Linked DNA regions of Mus musculus: regions 1 and 2 are each linked to region 3. A link is a contact called in public promoter capture Hi-C data. All regions are on one chromosome and are shown on one strand. Each heading gives the region's core, a stretch centred on a gene start, on an enhancer-like site or on the middle of the called end of the contact. The rest is flanking DNA. Distances are from core to core; before and after follow the strand shown.

Region 1 (4,473 bases), core at 239-2,738, 310 kb before region 3:
GCACACACCTGTCACCCCAGGCAACCTTGAACTTCTGATCCTCCTGGCTTCACTTCTCGTCGCTGTATAATGAGTTTGATGCTAACCTGGGCTAAATGAAACCCTGTCTTAACTTAAAAGGATGGGGGACACTGATGGGAATACAGCTCAGTGATAGAGGGCCTGTCTGTAAGGCACAAGACCCTAGGTTCAATGCCCACTATTGAAAACAAAACAAAACAAAGCAAAAAACAAAGCAAAACAGTAGGAGCTAGAAAGATGGTTCAGTGGTTAAGAGCTTGCTGTGGGCTGGAGAGATGGCTTCGTGGTTAAGAGCACTGACTGCTCTTCTGAAGGTCCTGAGTTCAATTCACATAGTGACTCACAACCATCTGTAATGGAGTCTGATGCCCTCTTCTGGTATGTCTGAAGAGAGCAATGATGAATACATAAATAAATCTGTGTGTGTGTGTGTGTGTGTGTGTGTGTGAGAGAGAGAGAGAGAGAGAGAGAGAGCACCTGCTGCTCCTGCAGAGGACCCTAGTTCAGTTCCCAGCACCCACATTAAGCAACTTACAATTGCTTGCAACTCCAGCTCCAGGAGATCTGATATTCTCCTCTGGCCTCTTTTGGGCACCTGCACTTACACATGTAAGCACACACTCACAAATTCACCCCTGCCCCATTCACGTAGTTTTTTAAAAAATAAAATCTTAGGGAAAAAAACAAACAAACATAGGGGCTAGAGAGCTGGCTCTGCAGTTAAAAGCACTGGCTGCTCCTCAGAAGACGTGGGTTCACTCACATGGCAGCTTACAATCTTTTGTAACTCCAGGGGATCCAACACCTGTCTTCCTAGGACAGTAGGCACACATGTGGTACAAAGACATATGCATTCACATCTGCACAAAGATAGAACACCATTCACATTAGAAAAAAATAATAAAATAAGGGAAAGAGGGCCACCACTTGGGAGAACACCTTTGTAGATTATACACGGCCACAACGTAAGTCAGAGAGAGACATGGTCCTTTTCACTGTGTGTCCTCTGGCCAGGCAAATGCCAAGAGATCTGGATGCACTATCTCATTCAGTCCTGAAGGGAACCCCAGGAAATGCCGCAGATGAAGACAGTGAATTGCTTAAGGTGGAGACTAAGCTGAAGGTATGGCCCTGGTGGATAAAAGCGCACAGTTGGGCACAGTGCTGCGTACAAGCTCCTATAGCCAGTCCCACGGCCACAGCCAGCAGAGCTGAGCGCCACTCAGGAAGGCCCCTACTCACAATTTCTTGTAGCAATAAAGCTTTTGTGTCGGTGTGAGCTTCTGATTCCCCCACAGCAGTCTAATCACCTGCTTGGAGACCTCCTCAGGGATGAGTTAGGAGCTGACTCAAGCTAAGAAGAGTCCAGCCTGGGGTCTTGCTAGAAGCCACCGGAAGCTGCAGCCCTGTGATTTCACGGCCTCCCCTTTGGAAGTACTGGTTTGAGATCAAAGCAAATGAGGAAGCTGCTCCTTTTTTGGCTCTTGCAATCGCAGTTCCCGTAGGTAACGGTGCTTTTAACTCAGACTTAACCTGTCCTGTCCCTAAGCTCCCGGTGGAGATTCTAATAGTAGTTTAGGGCTTGGGACAAGGAGAAGAGCTAGGTCTTATCTCTCTCCCAGCCCCTCTGTTGACCTTCCCAGCTTACATGCGTAGTAGAAATGCTTTGTCCTCCAGGGATTCAGCTTCCAGGTCAGGTCCAAGGCAGTGGCCAGCAGCAGAGGTCTCCCTCCAGACGGAATCAGTCACTTTCCAAAGGTGCAAAGGCAGGGACACACCCGAGGCAGCCTGGGGCTTCAGTCTTCCTCTGCTATCTGCAGCCTCAATCTCCTTCTTTTTGCCTCCTCTTATCTGCCAGACTAAGCTTTGAGTTTCCTTCCCAGAGACATTCCTCTGCCACTGAACATACAGAAAACCACTGGTGCTGGAGACTCCACGAGCTTCTTGAATGACTGGCTTTCCACATCATCAATATAGGTGAGCTTGAAGGTTGTTTGTTTGTTTAAGATTTATTTATGTATGTGAGTACCCTGTAGCTGTCTTCACACACATCAGAAGAGGACATCAGATCCCATTATAGACACTTCTGAGCTACCATGTGGTTGCTGGGAATTGAACTCCAGACCTCTGAAAGAGCAGCCAGTATTCTTTTTGTTTGTTTGTTGTTTTTTTTTTTTTTTTTTTTTTTTTTTTTTTTGAGACAGGGTTTCTCTGTGTAGCCTTGGCTGTCCTGGAACTCACTCTGTAGACCAGGCTGGCCTCGAACTCAGAAATCCGCCTGCCTCTGCCTCCCGAGTGCTGGGATTAAAGGTGTGCGCCACCACACCCGCCTGGCGAGCAGCCAGTATTCTCTCTCTCTCTCTCTCTCTCTTTTTTTTTAGTAAAATTCTGATATCTTTATCTAGTTGTCTGAATATTTCTTTTTTATTTATTTCTTTTTAGATTTTTGTGTGTGTGTGTTTTTGACCATGTAGTTCTTAAACTTTTTTTTTTTTTTAGATTTATTTATTGTTATACGTAAGTACACTGTAGCTGTCTTCAGACACACCAGAAGAGGGCATCAGATCTCATTATGGATGGTTGTGAGCCACCATGTGGTTGCTGGGTTTTGAACTCAGGACCTTCAGAAGAGCAGTCAGTGCTCTTAGCCGCTGAGCCATCTTGTCACCCCCGATATTTTCTTTATATACATTTCAAATGCTATCCTGAAAGTTCCCTATACCCTCGCTCCGCCCTGCTCCCCTACACACCCACTACCACTTCTTGGCCCTGGCATTCCCCTGTATTGGGGCATATAAAGTTTGCAATACCAAGGGGCCTCTCTTCCCAATGATGGCCAACTAGGCCATCTTCTGCTACATATGCAGCTAGAGACACGAGCTCTGGGGGTACTGGTTAGTTCATATTTTTGTTCCACCTATTGGGTTGCAGACCCCTTTGGCTCCTTGGGTGCTTTCTCTAGCTTCTCCATTGGGGGCCCTGTGTTCCATCCAATAGCTGACTGTGAGCATCCACTTCTGTAAGCAGCCAGTATTCTTAAGCGCTAAGCTGTCTCCAGCCTGCTTGAAGATTTTCTTTCTTATTTATTTATTTATTTATTTATTTATTTATTTATTCACTTCACATCCTGATCACTGCTCCCTGCTCCAGATCTTCCTTACAGTCCTCCCTGACCCCCTTCTCCTCTGAGAGGGGAGAGTTCCCTCCCTGCCATCTCCCACCCTATCCCACCACCCTGGCACATTGGAGCTTAAAGATTTAGTTAGCTGCCAGGCGTGGTGGCGCACTCCGGGAGTAGGCAGAGGCAGGCAGACTTCTGAGTTCAAGGCCAGCCTGGTCTACAAAGTGAGTTCCAGGAAAGCCAGGGCTATACAGAGAAACCCTGTCTCGAAAAACCAAAAAAAAAAAACAAAAAACAAAAAATAAAAAAAAAAAAATAAAGATTTAGTTAGCACATACTAATTGAGCACCTATTGTGTGGCAAACAAGGTAAAGATAAGCCTCTGACTTTCTGATTTCATGGAGCTCTGGAGCAAGAGAGTCAGAAAAAAATCAAGTTCGTAAACAGAAAAGAATTCCAAGGGTGGAAAAAAGCTACAGAAGGAAGAAGGCGACAGAGACAGATGACAAAGTGGTAAGGGGAGAGGGGGGCATGATAGAACTCTTTGGGCAAAGGCACCAGGAGAGGGCCTGGATCCCACTTTAAGTGGCTATGAACTGGTGGGGGGGTGCTGGGAATTGAAATTGGGTCCTTTAGAAAAGCAGCCAGGGCCGGGTGTGGTGGCGCACTCCTTTAATCCCAGCACTCGGGAGGCAGAGGTAGGCAGATTTCTGAGTTCGAGGCCAGCCTGGTCTACAAAGTGAGTTCCAGGACAGCCAGGGCTACACAGAGAAACCCTGTCTCAAAAAAAAAAAAAAAAAAAAAAAAAAAAAAAAAAAAAAAAAAAAACAGGAAAAAAAAAAAGAAAGAAAAGCAGCCAGGGCTCTTATCCACTGACATTTCACCAACTCCCTGGATCATTTTTATAAAAGTTTCAATGAGATAATTTCTAAGCCATTTGATGCACACTTTATATATTTATTTATTTTGGTTTTTCGAGACAGGGTTTCTCTGTGAATCCCTGGCTGTTCTGGAACTCACTCTATAGACCAGGCTGGCCTCGAACTTAGAAATCCACCTGCCTCTGCCTTCTGAGTGCTGGGATTAAAGGCGTGTGCCAGATGCACACTTTATAACACTATAGAATTTTTTAAATTATTATTTATTTATTTTATGTATATGTATATATATGTATATACTGTATGTATATGTATATACTGTAGCTGTCTTCAGACACACCAGAAGAGGGTATTGGATCCTATTACAGATGGTTGTGGGCCAACATGTGGTTGCTGGGAATTGAACTCAGGACCTCTTGAAGAGCAGACAGTGTGCTCTTAACTGCTGAGCCA
Region 2 (4,700 bases), core at 1,786-4,285, 300 kb after region 3:
CCCCATCTGGTCCTGAGGAGTCCCCAGACTCTATCCTGTCCCCACAGATGTAGCCCTCCATCTTGTCCTCAGGAGTACCCAGCCCCTCAAACTATCTTTAGGAAGACCCAATCTCATCCCCAGTAGGACCCAGCTCTCTGTCCTGTCCCCAGGGGGACTCAACACCCTATCTTGTTCCCAGGAAAACCCATCTCTCCATTCCTTTCCCAGGGGGATCTGGTCTCTCTGTGGTTCTGTGTTTCAGGGCTCCCATGTTACTCAGTGGCCTGGCATCTACCTGCTCCAGTGGCAGATTCACAGTTCCCCTGAGAGTGTGGCCTGCAGTCTCCCAGGTGTGGATGACGTCCTGACGGCTCTGCACAGCCCTGGCCCCAAGTGCAAGCTGCTGTACTACTGTGAAGTGCTGGCATCTGAAGACTTTAGGTAGGCAAGGCTGCCCGTCAGTGCTAAGTGTGGCTATTCTATGATGTTGGTGTTTCTGCAGTGGCATGGGATTGGCTTCTCCTGGGATGGACATCAACAGCACTCCATAGGAACTCAGAGGATATTGGAATCAGGCTCAGGCTGGGCCAGTGCTGGCATGTGCCTTTAATCCCAACAGCACTCAGGAGGCAGAGGCGGATCTCTGAGTTCAAAGCCAGCCTGGTCTAGAGAGAGAGTTTCAGGACATCCAGGGCTACACAGAATAACATCATATTGAAACAAACAAACAAAACCAGTGTGTATGTGAGAGAGACAGACAGACAGACAGACAGACAGACACACACACACACACACACACACACACAGAAGCTCTAATGCTGAACCTTCACTCTTCGTAGCTGCAGAGCTCAAGGACTGGGCTGGGGGGAGGAGAAGGGTCTTTCTCACCTGGACCATCCTTCAGTCCTAGACTTCCTCAGAGTTTGCAACCACTCTATAATATTCTAGAGCAGTGCCTTACGGAGACCTGTCAATAGATTAAGAATTCTTCCTCAGCTTCCCAGTTACCTTGTCTCTGAGGAGACAAATCAATTTGCTCCTCTGAGATTTTTAAAGTCCAACTGTTAAGTAGGAATCAATGAGGATATGGGTTACTGGGCACACAGTAGGTCCTCAGAAGTGAAGCAGGCAGCTGGGAGGTGGAGCTTGCAAAGTCTTCAATTTCCTCCCCATTCTCATCACTTCTCATTAGTGTTGAGTCAGGGTTATGAAATATAGGTTAGCCTCGAACTCATGATGCGGCTGAGGAAGATCTTGATCTCCAACTCCCTCCACCTCCCTTAGTGCCGGGATCACACATGTGCACTGCCATACCTGGCTTTATGTGCACCACCATACCAGGGTTTCATACATGTCAGGCAAGCACTCCAGAGGCTGAGAAAGGAGGATTCCAAACTTGAGGCCAGTCTGGGCTAAATAATAAGAAGCTATCTCAGAAAACCAGAAGAAACTAGAAAGTTCCTCAGGCCAGCTCTGATCTGACACTTGGAATGGGGTTAATGAGACAGAAGGTGCATCCTGGTAGCCCAGGCTGGTCTGGAACTCACAATGCCCCTGCTTCTACCTCTTGAGTGCTGGGCTTGAAGCCTTGTGTCGCTACACTTCATTTTGACTGAAGGAGACCAGAGAGGAAGAGCCCAGAACAGACAATTCCAGGTGGTGGGTTTTCTGCTCCATGCCAGTCAGGGCAGCTCCTGACAGCTGCGGGACCAGCTGGGCTTTGGGAGATTGGGTAGCTCATCTTCGCTCCCTATGGCGTCACTGGCTTTTCCCTCCGCAATGGTTAGCCCCGGTGGAGGTTAGCAGCCTTGAGGAAGGAGCCCTGGGGCCTCGTTTGCAGCACTAACAGCTTTTGCCAGGAAGATAACTTAAGGTGTACACATGCTTGCTCCCCAGGGGCTCCATGTCCAGCCTGGAATCCTGTGCCAGCCGCTTCTCTCAGCTCAGCGCCACCACCTCCTCTTCCTCCTCTGGCCAGTCCCACAGTGGCTCGATGGTGTCCAGATAACTGCTGGGGACCTGCTGGCAGCCTGCGAGCTTCTGGCATCAGGTGGCGTTGAGAATGAGAACGAAGCCCATCTAGACACCTGGGACCCTGTTGGATGCAGATGGCGCGGTGCCACAGCTGGGGTGTGGTGATCCCACGGCAGGGACCCAGAGTGCAGAGGGAGCTTCGCTTCACGGCTCTTGAGGAGACAAAGACAGACAGACCCTTTACTTCTGACTTTCTTTTAAAAGCCGAGACTTCCGGATGTTCTACCTCTTGTCCCCTGGATCTGGAGTCTAGGATGGGACCAGGGCTGGGTGCCCTCTCACCATTTGCTGTGACTCCCTCCTCAGGGAGGCGTGTTCTACTGTGGGGTCATCACTGTTTGGTGCCAGGAAAGTGCGCAAGGGAATGTCTCTTCCCCAAGTCCCAGGCCACTAGGAAGCTCTCCTTAGCCTGCGGGGGCCTGGGTCCATGCTGAACAATCACAGTTGCAGGGAGAGTGAAGGAGCACATGTTGCCAGCAGGGTCAGATGTCTAATCTGGATCAATCGCCGTGATTTGGCCAGCTTGGATGACAGGACATTTCTCAGGCCAATCACGTGCTCTGGAAAGGGCAAGGCCAGCTGAAGGACTACTGGCGGGTGGGTGACTGGGTCGATGGTCACCTTAGAGCTTATTATTCAGCTGTTTGTGACTGAGCACTGTCTAAGAAGCTGTGATGGGAGGCAGGGCTCTGTTTCCTGCAGGAAACAGCCTCCCGTGGCTGTAGTTCTGTTTCCCCCTCTGTAGAGCGCTTAGCCTTAACCACCCCTGACTTGAGGAACATAGGGAAGCCCAGGGCTTCTGCCTAGTTCCAGGCAATGATGGGGTGATGGGGTGACTCCAGCCATTCTTGTCTCCTTCCAGAGGTCTCCTCCTGGGGGGCTGCTCCCTTAAGCTTTCTTTCTGTTTTTTGTTTTGTTTTGTTTTGTTTTGAACTGAAAACCCTTCTCTCTGAGTGTTAGGCATTCCTGCTCAGTCCAGGAGAACTTAGTTCAGGCGTGATTGGAGTCAGAGTCTCAGCCTGGTGCAGGGGATCCCCTTGGGGTGGAGGTGGCATCTCTATCCTGGAACTGATCTGACTCAGGGACTTTCTCCAAGACTGATATGACTTTCCCAAACGCTCCAAGGGGGAGTAGTGGGCCTTCCTGGAGACCAAGACTTCTCTCTTTTTATTTCCTGGATCCACAGAAGGTGGTCACTGTTTGTTGTTGACTTTTGGCCAGTCTCAGTCTTTCTTTGGCGTTTTGCCTAGAGAGTGGCTTACCATGTAGAAATTAGGATTGAGGCATAGCATGTAGAAATCAGGATTTCTGGTTTTCCTTAGCCCACACTAGTTTCCACCCCTGCCAACCAGCACTGAGCCACACCGCTGTCCTGGGTTTCTGCCCGACTGAAGCTTTGTCCACAGCTCCAGCCTGGCCCAGAAGCGCCACCATCTGCTCTTCTCTGTCAGCCCGGCATAGAGTTGGGATCATTTCTGCAGGTCAGCAGGCTGAGAGGGGTGGTTTCTGGCTGTGGGGCCCAGTGAGCAAGCATGGACTTCATGTTGTCAGCAACCCCAAGTCAAGAGCAGCAGGAGTGCCTCCCAGTGATGGGAATCGTGGTCAGAATTCTGCCCTGTTCTGCTCTTCAGGAAAAGCAATGGAACACGTGTGTGTGTGTGTGTGTGTGTGTGTGTGTCTGTGTGTGTGTGTGTGTGTGTGTCCTCTAGAGAGACATTGAAAACCAGTTGTCTCCAAATCACCACGAGCAGCAATTAGTGATATTTTCAATGACCTTTATTATTATTATTGTTATTACTACTACTATTATTAATTATTTGCTGTTGTTGCACAGAGACTCAGATCCAGGCCTTGGTCATGCTGGGCAATCAATCACTACCACCGAGCCACTGCACGGTCCATTTCTGTGGTGATTGTTTTTGTTTTGTTTTGTTTGTGACATGGTTTCCTGTGTCCTGATCTTGAACTCTATGCAAGGCTAAGGACGACCTTAAGCTCCTGATCCTTCTGCTTCTGCCTCTCAGATTTAGAGGCTGCTGGTGTGTGCCAGTGTATCTAGCACAAGCTGGCTGCGCTCATGCTGGGCGAGCATTCTCCCACCCCGCCTCAATCCGAGTCCGTCTCAGTGACCTTTAACTGCACTGCTAACCTGACTCTCCAACCAAAGCTTGACTCTGAGAAACGCTCAGGGGAGAAGCTGTCTGGCAGCCTTTGCACATTTACCCTGCAGACACTGTGACAAACAGAGTGTAACAGGGCCCTGAAGGTCTCTTCCTCTCTCTCCACCCCCAGCTAAAACCATTTGATCAAGGGGAATTCCTTGGTCCTTTGTTTGGGGTGGCAGAAAGGGGTCTTGCTGCAGGTATGGCTGGCCCAGCAGGGTTCCCAGCTGACCTCAGGCCTCTTGACTCAACATCTCTTTGCACACTTGCCTCACACCCTCTCCCTGCTGAGAGGCTGCTGATGGCAGCTTCAAAACTACTCCGAGTCACAGAGTCTAAGAGAAAGATGCCCCTAACTACAATCTCCTAAAACATTCTGACTGGCCCGGCTCAGGTCACACGTAGCACTACTGGACCAGCAAGGTCTGGTAAATAGGAAGTCCTCTTGAAGAGGCCTGGGTTGTAACAGGAACAGATGGCTGTGGAGGCATCCACTGTGCCCTCCTACGTTGGCACTGGGGA
Region 3 (4,419 bases), core at 1,870-4,369:
CCAAAATCAGGAAAATAGGATCAACGCTCCAACTTATTTTATATTTTGTTTTATATTTATTTACTGTGTGTTTATGTGGGTGTGTGAATGCTATGGTGTAAGGGTGGAGTCAATTGCCTTCTACCATCTGGTTCTAGGGATCAGATGCAGGTTCAGTGGCAAGCACCTTTACCTGGTGTGCTCTCAGTGGCCCAGGCATCCCTATTTTATGCTGTCCTGGGTCCCGTTTAAGGAATGCTGCCACTCAGCACAGTTAAGATGTGTCTTTCTACATCAATGAAGACAAGACAGTCCCCACAAGCATGCCTAAGAGAGCAGGACCTATTAGATTGACAATTAGCACTAGCTATCACACCATCTATCAACTGTGTGACTGGAGTAGGGGCACTTTACTTTTATGTCTCCTCTTGTATAAATTGGGGATGAAAATAGAAAATGGCCGGGCGTGGTGGCACACGCCTTTAATCCCAGCACTTGAGAGGCAGAGGCAGGTGGATTTCTGAGTTCGAGGCCAGCCTGGTCTACAGAGTGAGTTCCAGGACAGCCAGGGCTACACAGAGAAACCCTGTCTCGAAAAACCAAAAAAAAAAAAAAAAAAGAAAATGGAACACCAGAGTACTAAGTAAGAGAATATGCATAGATCCCTCAGGCAAGATGACAGCATATGAAAAGTGTTTGGTCCTAAGGTGGGTGTGGTTGTACATACTTACACTCAGCACTTAGAATTATGAGTTAGAGACCAGCCTGAGCTACAGACAGGCATTATGGGGGATGCGAGGAGTGTTTCGCCAATGTAGATCTTTAGGATAGATATGCTCAGGCTACATCAAACACCTGAACTCTTCCTAGTGACATATGGGTCATTTCATTTTAGCTTTCCAGATTCTTGGTGAAATTGAAATTCTGATTGAGATATCCTGGTACAGTTGCAAATGCAAGCTCTGACCCAAATTGTCCGTGGATTCACTTCTCCCATGTATCAGACAAGTTGCCTGTCAAGAGTATGTTGCTATGCAGCTTTGTGGTGGCTGACACACTTGAGCCAGGCAGTCATGGTTCCTCTGCAGCTTAAGTTGGTTGCAATGTGTGCTGTGGTCACAGAGAGGATGGTGGAAGGCTGAAGCTATGTTGTTTCCAGTGACTCTCTTAAATGCAGGGTTCAAGAAGATGTCTCTCCTTCAGGCACAGCTTGTGAGCTAGATGTATTGAAATTGCATCCTTTGTGCAACTCCATAATCAGGCCTTGCTTCCATTAGTCTAGGCACATCTTCATAATAGTCATTAGTGTGTGCTGTCTTATGATTCTAAATATGTTTATGAAGAGATTATGGCTTTTGTTCTCAACTGGTCCATTGTGCTATTTTGAGTTTGAAGAAATTCAGAGATCTCTTACACAGCTACTCTAGGGTAGCATTAGCCAAAGAAGAGCCAAAAGCTCGACTCTTCAGGGATGGAGGAGGGTGCCTGGGTGGGAGGCACAGTGGAGGTGGATGGCGGGCGGTGCAGACAGATTATGCCTTAGACTGTGAATCTCTGCTTCCAGTGTAAGAGGAAAGAGTTTCCAGCCAGGAAATGTAGCTTCTCATCTAACTTCTTGGCTGCCCTCTGCTGCTCCTTAGTTGAACTTTGGAGGACCTCTGGTGTCCTGGAGGGTCCCAACTAGGTCTCAACAACATGGTCTCGAGGGAAGTCTTGTCTCTGGTGAGTGGCACTAGCCCTTTATGGTTTGAATATTATTATATTCAATTACATATATTATTCCATCATTCAGCCATTTTGGCCACCTCCTCACACAGCTTTCAGCCTATCAATTCTTTTTGTTTTGTTTTTTCGAGACAGGGTTTCTCTGTATAGCCCGGGCTGTCCTGGAGCTCACTTTGTAGACCAGGCTGTCCTCGAACTCAGAAATCCGCCTGCCTCTGCCTCCCGAGTAAAGACGTGCGCCACCACGCCAGGCTTCAGCCTATCAATTCTTGATATTTTCTCTCTTCCTTCACCGGACTTTGGAGGATAGCAATAGGCCAAGTTGGCCTGAAAATTGATGTCCTCCGTACCTACGATGCAGCAACTCAGGATGGAGCCCATGATGCACATTTCTGCTGGCCAGCAGAAGAGGTTGGGGTGACGACAGACATGGCCCAGACCAGGCCGCACCGAGGCACACCCACCGCGCGAGGGTATTTTTTTGCTCACTTGAGGTCTTCACTTAAGGCCTATGCTTGTCACCTTATCTACAAGGGACAGGGGGAGGATCTTCAAGGACTTTGCATTCAGGTTTAGTATAGTTTGAACTATGGTGAAGTCACCACCTGATACTTCACTACCTGCTGGTCTCCCTAGCTGCTCTCCTGGAACAGCAGGTTCAAGATGGGAGGCACTTCTAAGAAACTCAACTCCTCTGAGAATCATAAAAACATACCCTGGCATCCTCAAAGCAGTGCGTGTGTGCGCGCGTGCGTGTGTGTGAGAGAAGCCAGGGCATAGCTTGTAAATTAATGTTGCAATCCGTATCCTGATTTTTCTGAACTTGCTTTTAGCATATTATTTGCCGTCTGCCCTGCTTTGTGCCTCAGTTTCCCTATGTGTCAAAGGGGGAGAAATCTGTCTTCTGAAAATTCCGTGTCCATTGTAAATGTTTCTGTGTAGCCCTAGCTGTCCTGGAACTCACTCTGTAGACCAGGCTGGCCTCGAACTCAGAAATCCGCCTGCCTCTGCCTCTGCTGGGATTAAAGGCGTGCGCTACCAAGCCCGGCTTTTTATTTATTTATTTATTTTTTAATGTTTTGACTTCTTGACCAAGGCTCCAAGGCTTGGTGGTTACCCAGTTGTCCTCTGGTTAAAGGTATTCCCTTTGCGGCTGAGGATGGGAGAAGAACCTCGGGAAGTGGGGGAGAGCTACTGTAGAATTGTCGACATTTTCAGACTTGGTTTACATGGGAGACGCTCGAAATTCTGAGGGTGTCTAAATGTAGACAGAAGATGAAGGGACTGAGGCATTCCGGTTTCAGTATCCAGCTGGGCAGCCGAGGTTAGCGTCGTGTGAAGGAGATAACCCCCTTAGCCGGAGCCTCTTGGTTCGACCCACTGTGGCTACTCACGTGAGAGGTGGTGGTGGTGGTGGTGGTGGTGGTGGTGGTGGTGGCAAGCTTGGGAAGCGTAGTACGCAGGCGCATTGGCTGCCTGGCCTGGACTCCATTTCCCCTGGAACTGCGGGGCGGGGGCGGGGGCGGGGCGCCGGGCCTAGGCCGGGGCGGCCGGGGGCGGGGGCTGTGGAGAGGTGCCGCGGCGGCGGCGGCGGTGGCGGCGGTGGGTACGCGTTGGTGCGGCCTGTTTTGGGCCATGTCCGTGTGAGGACGCCGCAGCCGACAACCTCTCCTCTCCGGCTGGCCGGTAGAAACGCGCACCATGGGCTCCATCCTGAGTCGCCGCATCGCGGGCGTAGAGGACATCGACATACAGGCCAACTCGGCCTATCGCTACCCTCCGAAGTCCGGTGAGCTTCCGAGGACGCGGACCGCGGAAGGGGGCTGGAACGGGGACTGGGGACTCCAGGAGGCCCGGGGATCAGACGCGCGAGCGCCCTGCCCTGTCGCGGACCCTCCTCCTGTGCCCCTTCCCGGTACCTGTGGAGTTTGAGGCGTGGCTGCGGCCCTGGCTAGCCCTGCTGGCCGCAGACGCACCTTGCGCGGCCTCTTTTTAACTGGTGACCTTGGGCCACTCACTTTGTGTATGCACCGATACTTGGCATCTCTGGGATCAGACTGCATTGGTAGTGAGGACACCCTCACCACCGACCCGGTGGTGCCGGCTTTGGAGGCATGAAGACCGGCCCTGGATTGTGACAACTCATTAGGATTTGGACCCAGGCTTTCCTCTTCCCGTGCGAGTGAGGGACACTGGTGTTTGACCTAGGGAGGTGATCGATAGGGAGGTGCTGGGTTCCATTGGAGGACAGGATAATGGTTTGAATGGTTAGAGAGAACTACTGACCTTTCCCTCTCATTCAGGGCAGACTCACTGGTAGATTATGGGAGCTGGATGGGGGCAGAGTTGGAACCAGCATCAGATATCAGATGTGGGATCCCAGAGGAGCCTTGCTCCTATTCTCATTCATAGTCTCTGCTCTCTCTCTCTCTCTCTCTCTCTCTCTCTCTCTCTCTGTCTGTCTCTCTCTCTCTCTCTCTCTCTCTGTGTATGTGTTTAAAATAAGGACAGTATGTCATGTAGCCCAGCATGGCTCCAACTCCTTATGAGAGTGACATTGAGCAAACACTGGTCCTCCTGCCTCTACCCTCCCAGTGTTGAGATTTGAAATGTGCACTTTGCCCTGTTTTATGAGGTGCTGGAGACTTGAACTCAGCGCACTGTGCATGGTAGTCAAGCATTATATTAACTTAGTCACATTCTTAGACCAGGCCT

What was found. Promoter capture Hi-C pulls out the DNA fragments that hold promoters and counts their contacts.
Region 1: a promoter capture Hi-C map of neutrophils shows a contact between it and region 3, with 2.4 times the contacts expected there. The contact joins the enhancer-like site here to the promoter of Mgrn1 in region 3. A contact is called at or near these places in 10 of 39 promoter capture datasets (the C10 cell line, the HPC-7 cell line, cranial neural crest and 7 more), 8 of 484 Hi-C or Micro-C datasets (CD4 T cells, LSK cells, double positive thymocytes and 2 more), 7 of 115 datasets of contacts at active chromatin or transcription factors (bone marrow-derived macrophages, effector CD8 T cells, embryonic stem cells and 4 more) and 3 of 9 other capture datasets (adipose tissue, liver and pancreatic islet).
Region 2: a contact with region 3 is called in a promoter capture Hi-C map of liver, with 2.8 times the contacts expected there. The contact joins the enhancer-like site here to the promoter of Mgrn1 in region 3. A contact is called at or near these places in 3 of 39 promoter capture datasets (embryonic stem cells, liver and pre-B cells) and 1 of 115 datasets of contacts at active chromatin or transcription factors (stem cell-derived neural progenitor cells).

What each region holds. Positions count from the first base shown.
Region 1 is chr16:4,577,368-4,581,840 of GRCm38.p6, forward strand. No RefSeq gene overlaps it. Among named protein-coding and RNA genes, the nearest start is that of D330022H12Rik, 15 kb to the right of the region's middle. Within about 2 kb of position 1,489, at least 19 of the 459 cell types and tissues checked have an H3K27ac peak or open chromatin away from gene starts, as enhancers often do. A contact at or near this core is called in the HPC-7 cell line, neutrophils and trophoblast stem cells, where this site is marked.
Region 2 is chr16:5,181,761-5,186,460 of GRCm38.p6, forward strand. It overlaps Sec14l5 (SEC14-like lipid binding 5), which reads left to right. Exons shown (of 16, transcript NM_001127725.1): 15 at 245-423; 16 at 1,879-2,174. The coding sequence ends at 1,990. Among named protein-coding and RNA genes, the nearest start is that of Nagpa, 20 kb to the right of the region's middle. Within about 2 kb of position 3,036, at least 12 of the 459 cell types and tissues checked have an H3K27ac peak or open chromatin away from gene starts, as enhancers often do. A contact at or near this core is called in liver, where this site is marked.
Region 3 is chr16:4,882,981-4,887,399 of GRCm38.p6, forward strand. It overlaps Mgrn1 (mahogunin, ring finger 1), which reads left to right and starts at 3,120. Exons shown (of 17, transcript NM_029657.4): 1 at 3,120-3,493. The coding sequence starts at 3,406.